Regions from separate parts of the Arachis hypogaea genome. Here all the other regions are linked to region 1. The links are chromatin contacts, called in public Hi-C maps. All regions are on one chromosome and are shown on one strand. The core of a region is the stretch at or near the end of the contact, and the rest is flanking DNA. Distances in the headings are between cores, read along the strand shown.

What was found. Hi-C and Micro-C count contacts between places; a contact is called where the count stands out from the background.
Region 2: a Hi-C map of leaf shows a contact between it and region 1, with 3 times the contacts expected there. The contact joins the promoter of LOC112738236 here to the promoter of LOC112738233 in region 1. A contact is called at or near these places in 3 of 8 Hi-C or Micro-C datasets (all in leaf).
Region 3: a contact with region 1 is called in a Hi-C map of an unstated tissue, with 3 times the contacts expected there. The contact joins the promoter of LOC112738232 here to the promoter of LOC112738233 in region 1. A contact is called at or near these places in 2 of 8 Hi-C or Micro-C datasets (leaf and an unstated tissue).

Annotation. Positions count from the first base shown.
Region 1 is chr13:43,608,741-43,611,694 of arahy.Tifrunner.gnm2.J5K5, reverse strand. It overlaps LOC112738233, which reads left to right and starts at 1,467. Exons shown (of 8, transcript XM_025788583.3): 1 at 1,467-2,132; 2 at 2,351-2,443; 3 at 2,723-2,827. The coding sequence starts at 1,818.
Region 2 is chr13:43,812,682-43,815,541 of arahy.Tifrunner.gnm2.J5K5, reverse strand. It overlaps LOC112738236 (G-type lectin S-receptor-like serine/threonine-protein kinase LECRK2), which reads right to left and starts at 1,449. Exons shown (of 1, transcript XM_025788587.3): 1 at 1-1,449. The coding sequence starts at 1,021.
Region 3 is chr13:43,398,605-43,401,599 of arahy.Tifrunner.gnm2.J5K5, reverse strand. It overlaps LOC112738232, which reads left to right and starts at 1,640. Exons shown (of 2, transcript XM_025788580.3): 1 at 1,640-2,178; 2 at 2,303-2,984. The coding sequence starts at 2,004. The coding sequence ends at 2,556.

The DNA.
Region 1 (2,954 bases), core at 218-2,717:
TTTGGTTGACATATTGTGAATTACAGATCGAGATATAATCACATAAAAGCTATACCTACAAATACAACAAGCAAATTGTCAAAAAAGAACTCAGACACCAATCAAAGGAAATTGGGTCATCATCAACAATTTGAAAAGGTACGAAATCAAAAATTTCTTACACACAAAATACCACAACATACTTCCAAATACAGAAATGGTGTCACTCCCAACCACTTTAAAGTAACCCCATTTGGGGGCAAACACAGCTACGAAATTGAAAACGCGAAGGGCACAATTGAATGGCGAAAACACAAAAGGTCGTCCTCTCGAAAAATGCAAACCAAATCTTGTAAAGCTTCGATATGAAGGAATCTTGAACTGGGAATGGTTACATGAAAGGAGTTCAAAGAAAGTGAAAGAAAGAGAGAAAGCAAACATTTTAGAAACGAAAAAAAAGGAAGAGAAAAAAAGTGAAGAATTTATAATATACAAGGAACAAAAGGGACATTTATGCACCCCTCTTTAAAAGTCACACAAATCCCCAAGAAACTGCCGCATAACGACGCTACATAATTAAGGAAAGCAACATTTCAAAAATTTTGAAACACGTCGAGTACCTGGCTTCTGGAAGGCGACGTACTCGACGAAGGAAGCTGGGGACACAAATACTCGAGCCTGACCTTATGAAGGTTCGGACTCAAGTAAAGGCATTGTTCATACCCTGACCCAAAAATATAAAGTCAGGCCCAATAAGAAAAAAGGCCTACCCAAAAAGGATGTCCACTTCTACTTGCCCGACCTATCAAGAGGTCAAGTACGACAAAGGAGGTTTAGCCCACTTATCTGAATAAGTAACTATCTCCCTAAATCTCTTCTACTATCTCTACTATGTAGAAGATAGATCTCAACAAACTCCCAAGATAAAGGGAACTGTTATCCACTAACAAAGGTGGAACTACTTCAAAAAGGTAGTTATCTATTCTGCTATAAATACACTGACACTTCTCAGGTATATTCAAGTCCCAATCTGCTAAAAACCTACTTAAATTCCTTGCTAACTTAAACATCGGAGTTTCTTACAGGTACTACTCCCACCTCTTCACAAGGAACTCGGACGGCGACATTTCAGCACCAGTACAAGTCGAACGTTGCCTCAAAAAAAATCTGCACCTCACATTCAGGCCCAAATTAGCGTTTCAAGTAATCCCTAGAACATGTACTTTTGTTCATTTACTTTTAAAAAAAAAAAACAGAAAAAAATTGAGGCCGACCACTAAACTACACGTGAAGTATGATTTTCTTTTGGTACTGGAACAGGCCAAAGCCCAAAACAGAAAATAATAGCTACATGTGTCCAAAGCAAAGGACATAGTGTTGTTAAGCCCAACATGAGGCCCAGTCTAACATGGACTTAGCGGATTCAAATCTAAAGAGCTCATTGCTCAAAAAAGAAATTTCTAGAAAGCTCGAGGTGTTTGGAGGCAATGGTGGATATTTACGGTCTCATCATTGGCGTCAACCCTTTGAAGATGAAGAAATTGCAGCAGTCATGGAGGCAGCGCAGGGGGTTGAAGTGGAAGCTCGAAATATGTTTGTTATTGTCGTTTCTCCTTTTCCTTTTTTTCCTTGTGTCCAGCTGTTCCTCTGTGTTGTGAGTTGGGCAGGTGCCTAGCCCATGACAACGACAAAAACAAAAAAAAACAAAAAAATTCAGTGGCGCCTAACTGCCATTCAAACCTTACGAGTAACTACCATTCTTCTTCTTCTTCTGACTAAAACGGCAGAAGCAGAAGAACCACAATGCACTCTCCCTTTCTCACTGCAACTCATCCGCCATGCTCAAAGGCAAGCTCAAGCTTCCACGTCCACTTCCAAGTCCCGACCAGCTTGGCAGCTTGATTGCTGGAGGATCAGAATCCGAAGAGTTCGAGTTTGGCGAAGAGCTGGAACCGATTCATCCAGCTGCATTACGGTTGCACAGAGAGAGTGATGATGCTGATGAAGCTATAGATAACGATGATGACGGTGGTGGTGGTGGTAATGGCATGGACCATAAAACCCGGCAGAGGCCGCGTAAGGACACCATTAATCCGGTTTCCGTGTTGAAGTCCACTTCAGAGGAAGAGAAAAGATCTGATTTAGAACATGAGGTCACACGTGATTTTCAACTTTTTTTTTATGGGTTTAATTTATGAAATTATTATGTCACGAACGGAGTAATATTTGAAAATTAAATGTGAAATTCTTTTCGATGCATGATTTAAGTTGTTAAAACCTAATCATTTTCAATTTTCGAATCCTTTTGCTATTAATAAGTGTTAAATGTTCATCAATCGTTGTTCAATTATTTGAATTCTTTGTTATGTAGCTTTCTCAAAGGGAGATTAATTTGGAGAAGTTGCAAAGAATTGCTAGCACTGGTAGTCCTGATGGAGGAGGTTTGCGTGCAATAGCGTGGAAGGTAATTCAGCGTATTTGCTTGATGCAAGTATCAGACTATCAGTAGGCCAGTAGCTTTGATTTTCACGCAAACCTAAATCTTAGAAGAATTTATCTTGTCAATTTTTAGCTGATACGAATTTTTAACACTGTTACGCTAAATTTGTATCTTAATGAGAATATCAAATGCTTTAATTTTAATATTTAGATAAGTAACACCAATCTAGGGGGAAAATTTTATCTATATATGTTTTGGCATACAAGCAGAGCTAATTGTCCTGCTATGATTCAACATATCCAGCTTCTCTTGGGTTACTTACCTTCATCTCAGGACCTGTGGGAGAAGGAATTGAAAGAGAATAGACAAAAGTATTCTAATCTGAAAGAGGAACTTCTCCTGAATCCAGTAAGATGCTTCAAATTTGTAATTCTTAACATAAGCAGTTTATATTCATATTAACTATTAGTTTTACTGCGAAATGTGATATGTATTTTAGCTCGTCTTTTCATTGATTGTTTTATTGTTGAATCTA
Region 2 (2,860 bases), core at 200-2,699, 200 kb before region 1:
CGAGAAACCTGGTATCGTTACCACCACTCTTGATAGGGATGAAACCGGGATAACACTGACACATGACTTTGTCGCTCTTGATGAAGCAGTAACTGTTCAAGCCACAAAGTGGGACTTGACATTTATCCCCCTCCACGGCTTTCCACAGCGTTTGCACACCTGAGCTAGTATTTCCCTCGAATTGGTGAGCATACAGTCTGAAGTCCCCATCTTCATCAAGTGTAGCACGGTAGATAAAAGTTGCATTCTTTGACTTGTCTGTGAGGTTCTTGCTACTAGCTAAACACTCCAGTTCAGAACCAGAGGAATAATCTTTTAGGCAAAGCGAACCTTCAATGCTAAGACTGAGCTGTAGATAACCATAACCTTCAAAGTATGTGTTTTTAGCCCAATAAGCATCCTCCGGTTCACATGTGCTGTTCACACGGCAAGCAGCTAGGTGTTCATCAAGCTGCCTGCTTAGCAAAAAATGTCCACTCGAATGGTCTGATTGTGACACACTAGAGACCAGGCCCATTCCACCTGTTAAATTCTGGCCACCTAATATGGTGTCACTTGGGTCACCGAAACTACTCCATAACATACTAAAATTCTTATCATAAAGCACAAAGTTGCCAGAATCAAGCATAGATGCTGAAGCCACTTCTACTTTAGCCTGATGTAAAAAATAAAGTGGAATGAGAAACTCTGGGTCTTCATTTTCTTGCAGAAGAAGTAGCCCGTCTTCTTTGGTCAATCTCAATGTGGAATTTGAAGACATTGATGGACTATAAGGATGATAAGTCCACACAATTGTGTGTTTAGGTTGAGTAAGCAGCCATATTCCAACAGCATAGCTGTTACCGTGAGGGTAAAAGCCAAAAGCAAAGAGGCCAGAACGTGAAGACCATGAAGTATTTTTGCCTGTAGGAGAGATCGTAGATCCTATAGGAATGAGGTGGGTGTGGTTTGTCTCAGCTGTGGTTTCATTTGCAAATAGCATCAACAACACTAGCAATAACAGAGCAGGTGTTGATGCCATAGGATTTTGTGGAGTCTTAACTATTCTGAAATGAGAATGATTCTTAGTGATGAACTCACTAGCCAAAACACAACAGTTAAGTAAGGCTCAGGCTCCATTACAGGAGTTGACTGACTCTCATGCATTGCTGAGTCTCACTCCCAAATTCCACACATGATGCAGAAAGGAGTGGTCCACACTCCACATTCCGTGTGGAAATTAAAATCATGCAATATGCATCAAGTCATGAGCCGTGTCATGCAGGAGATTGGTTCCAAATCTTGGACACAAAACTAGCAAGTCCTCTAAGAATTAACTTTTGTCTTTACACATTGTTGACTTAAGCCAATCTTTATTTCTGAGAAATTATACTTACAAATCCAGATTTGCCTAAACTACACCCAATTCCTCCTTGGTTTTTCAATATATATTAACCCCCTTAATATGGTTTGTTTTAATATAAAATACCAAAATTATCCTTGCACTCATCTTCACCTCCTCCTGCTCCGCCCCATCCCACAGTCCCACACTCACCCTCCTCCACTCCCTTTCCCACCACCACAAGCACCGTCAGCCACCCTCTACATTATCTTTCATTACATGAATTTGAGAATAAAAAATTAAAAAAAAAAAACATCACGCACATTAACATGATCTGACAGCAAAAAGAATTACAACTAAGAATTAACTGAACTAAAGCTCAAACAGCGAAATTCACACATTAAAAAAATAAAATAAAAAGAGAAAAAATTATAAGTTGAAAAAGAAAGACCTGAATGCGATTTTCTCAAGCGTGGAACAAACAATACCGTTGATTATGGTGTCAAAATTACAGAAATTAATTGAAACTACAGTGGGATAAATATTATATTATTTAAAAATTAATTAAAAAATATATATAAACTAATGTTAAATTTGACGTGTTTAAAAATGTAAAAAAGTGACCATAGGGACCATAGGGTTTAGAAGTGCTCTGCTAGGGTTTAGTAGGGTAATCCTAATTCTTACTTGTGAGAGTGAGTGTGAGTGATCAAGCAAGATTCAACCTGTGAGTGAGTAATCAAAACTTAACCTGCCAGCGTGCGTGAGCAATAAAGTTTCAACCAGTGAGAGTGAGTGTGAGTGATCAAGTCTCAGGATGGCAGCCAATGCTGCTACAACAGAAGACAAAACTGACATGGAAGACGCAATAATCACAATCGATGAGAAGGATATACAAGTAGAGGTGGAAAAGTGTTCAAAAAGCTTGATAGGAAGACTCTTGGCAGACAGCCTTTTTCATTGGCACAATTGAACCTGCTATTCAAGCAATATGGAGACGTCCAAAAGGATTTAAAGTTGTGGACACAGGAAGAAATCTTTTCCAATTGTTTTTTGAAGAAGAAAAAGATGTCGTCAGAATCGAAAGATGAGTACCATGACTGCTTAAAAATTACATATTAAATCTAAAATGGTAAAAGAAGGATGAAGTTATAGAAGATTCAAAATTTTCAAAAGTCCCAATTTGGATCCAAATATAGGAATTACCGGAGCACTACAAAACAAAAAAACTGGGACGAAAATTGGAGAGTGCTATTGGGAACGTCTTGAATGTTGATTTCTTCTATGTGAAAGGCAGGGAGAACTGCATTATAAAAGTCCAAAATAAGTCTCAACATTACAAAACCACTTAAGAGAACACTCAAGATTGCCGACCCCAACAAAAAGGTGCTGGAGGTCTCACTCAAGTACGAAAAAATTGGTAACTTTTGCAATTATTGTGGATACATAGGCCATGAAACACGAGGATGCACCATCCAAATTGAAGATTCAATTAGAGGAGAAGTTAAAGAAGAAAAATGGGGTGATTGGCTAAAATCT
Region 3 (2,995 bases), core at 391-2,890, 210 kb after region 1:
TTAAGATGTACTATGTCTCATGGAAAAAAGTTAGAAGTCGAATAGGGTATTTACCCTATATTATAACATCAACAAAAGTGTTGAACAATTTAATTGAATAACTATATAAAATTTTTTACATGGTCATATTATATCAAAATTAACCTCTTTCATTATATATAAAATTTAATTTTAATATTTTAATAGTATAAATAATTTTATACAAATATCTAATTAGGTAATGTTAAGTTCACAATAATTTTTTTATATTAATCATGTAAATAAAAATAAAAAAATGATATAATTAAATAATTATTTTACATTATCAAAATTAAATTCTTATATATTTTAATCATACTAAATGCATACAAGTCACCAAAAAAATACTAGATACATACTAAAATTAGCTATCAGTATAAAATACATATTAGAATATAAAATACATATTAAAAATGAATTAAATTATATATGTATTTATACACAAATATATGATAGATGATTTTAATAATTGAGTTTCATATACAAATTATATATATATTCGCGTGTCAGATATATTTCGGACACGACATACTCGTCCGACACACGTATTTTTTGTATCCAACCGTGTTTTAATAAAAAAAAATTTTTGAACACATCTAAATATCATTACGTGTCCAGTATTATTTGTAACATGTTTTCTTAAAATGAGTTTAAAAATACCTACCCTCTTTAAAGTAACATGTAAGTTACTCTCTCTAACGTGTCATATTCTAATTCGATATTTATTTTCATACATTTGTTATATATTTATTAAAATATTAATTTAAAAATTTTCTTATATTAACTAAATTCTAAATTAAAATATTGATATGACAAATTAAAAATAAAAACACAAATTAGTGTCACCGTGAAAATTTTCAATTTAAAAAGTTTATCGTGTCAAATAGATCTTTAAATTTGAAAATTTATTCTATACAATTTGGTTTCAAATTATATGAAAAAAAAAAGGAAGAAATTGAAACATTTTATATCTTTTTTTAAAAAATTAATGTAGCTAGTATACAATTATTTTTTATGAAGGTTTAGATTTTTATTTAATTTTTATTAAAAATCAGAGATTTTTATGTGAAAAATAAAAGAGTAATATATAACATTATTTTTCAAATATTTTGTTAAATTTCCAACAAATTTTAATGACCAAAAATTAATTTTTTATTTTTATTTTATTAGATAAATTAGTCATCTAATAAATTTTACTAAAATATTAAAATAAATAAATATCCATTAAAATATGACATATCAAAAAAGATAATTTACATGTTATTTTAAAGAGAATATAATAACATTTATCTTAAAAATAATATATATTATTAGTTATTAAAATAAAAAATATTTTAAATATTTATATAATTAAAAAACATTTAAAATAATAAAAAATAATTTATATTTTAATATTAATAAAATATTAAAATATTACTATAATTTAACTAAAAAATATTTTATATTTATATGTATATTATATTTTATAAAATTTTAAAATTTATCATATATTTCGGATCGCGTGTCCGTGCATCATAAATATATACCATGTAAAATCCGGGTAATGCACGGATGTTAATAAAGACTTTGTTATTAAATAGTTGTATATACTAAGCACTATTATATTTTTGCCAATTATGACGTACTTTTAGATTGTGTAATTAAGATTTCGCATAATAAATAGGTGTTTTGCTTTGTGAAGATTCCCGATAAAATAAAGAATCAAAGAGAATTGTCATTGAATGCAAAATATAAATGCTTGTTGCTCTCCTTCATACCATCACCATTTCCCTTTACTTTACTATAAAATATAAATAAATAAGTAATAATAAAAATATACAAATATTGATTGATTGCTCTCTCTTCTCTCTCAGAAGAAAGAAAAGGAAAACTGCTCCTTCCTCTCACTCTCCCCTTTCTCCCAAAACCTTTACCACATCCATTCCCTTCATTCATTTCCATCTCTTCCTCTTCTTTGAAGAACCATCGCCATCAAATCAAGCCGCATGTCTTCAATGATGAGCGCACAAGGTGTGGTGTTTGCAACCGCCATGGCTGTCTCCGGCACGGTGATCCTCCTCGCTCTCCGCCTTCAGAAATCTTTCCCGCCAACCCAATTCTCCTTCCACGAAATCCCTACTTCCCAAACTCCAAAAACTCTCCGATCTTGCATTTCCTCTGGTATGTACTCTGCTTTTGTCTTTGTTTTTTCCTTCTCCTGTTTCTCGTTACACATTCACAAGAAAATGCAAAAGCTTTAGTCTTTGGCCCTGTTTCTTCTCTAAATTCATGTTAATTGTTGCAGCTGGGAAGAAGAGTGTGAAGAAGAAGAAGAAAAGGGTGCACTTTGCAGAGGACGTGATGGATTCTTGTGGAGACGGAGAAGAGTTCAGGAGGAGGATTAGGTCAAACTATGAATCTGAATCAGAATCAGAATCAAAGGTTGAAACTTGCGGAAATGGGGAAAGAAGAAGAAGAGGAATGCCAGAAAACAGGGTAGCTTTGTATAACGGAATTCTAAGGGATCGTGTGGCCCAACGTTTGGCCTACTCGTGTTGATTTGCTTCTCTCTTCTCTCTCTCTCTCTCTCAATATGAATATTCTTCTTATTATGCTTCTCTTTTTTTTTATTTTCCTTTTTTTAAATTTCTAAGAAGAATTTTTTAGTTTAGGAAGTAATAGAAGGCAGAGGGGATGGGCCACCACAAGAAGTATAGCTCTCTTATCAGTGTTAGTGATTGCTGATTGGATGGGTTTTCCTTGTGAGTTGTGAAGAATAGGGAGATTTTGTTGATATTTGTGTTTTGTAGGGTAATCTTCTAGGCCTCTCTTTCTCTCTCTCTTTTCATAACTCTAAATCCATCTATTATCTTGTTTCTTTCTTCTTTTTACTTTTAGTCTCTTACCTTTTCTTCTTTTCTACTTAGGAAAATGTATTGTGTTCTGTGACATTTGTGAATACAAATAATAGAATTCTTGTGATGGAATACAGTGTAGG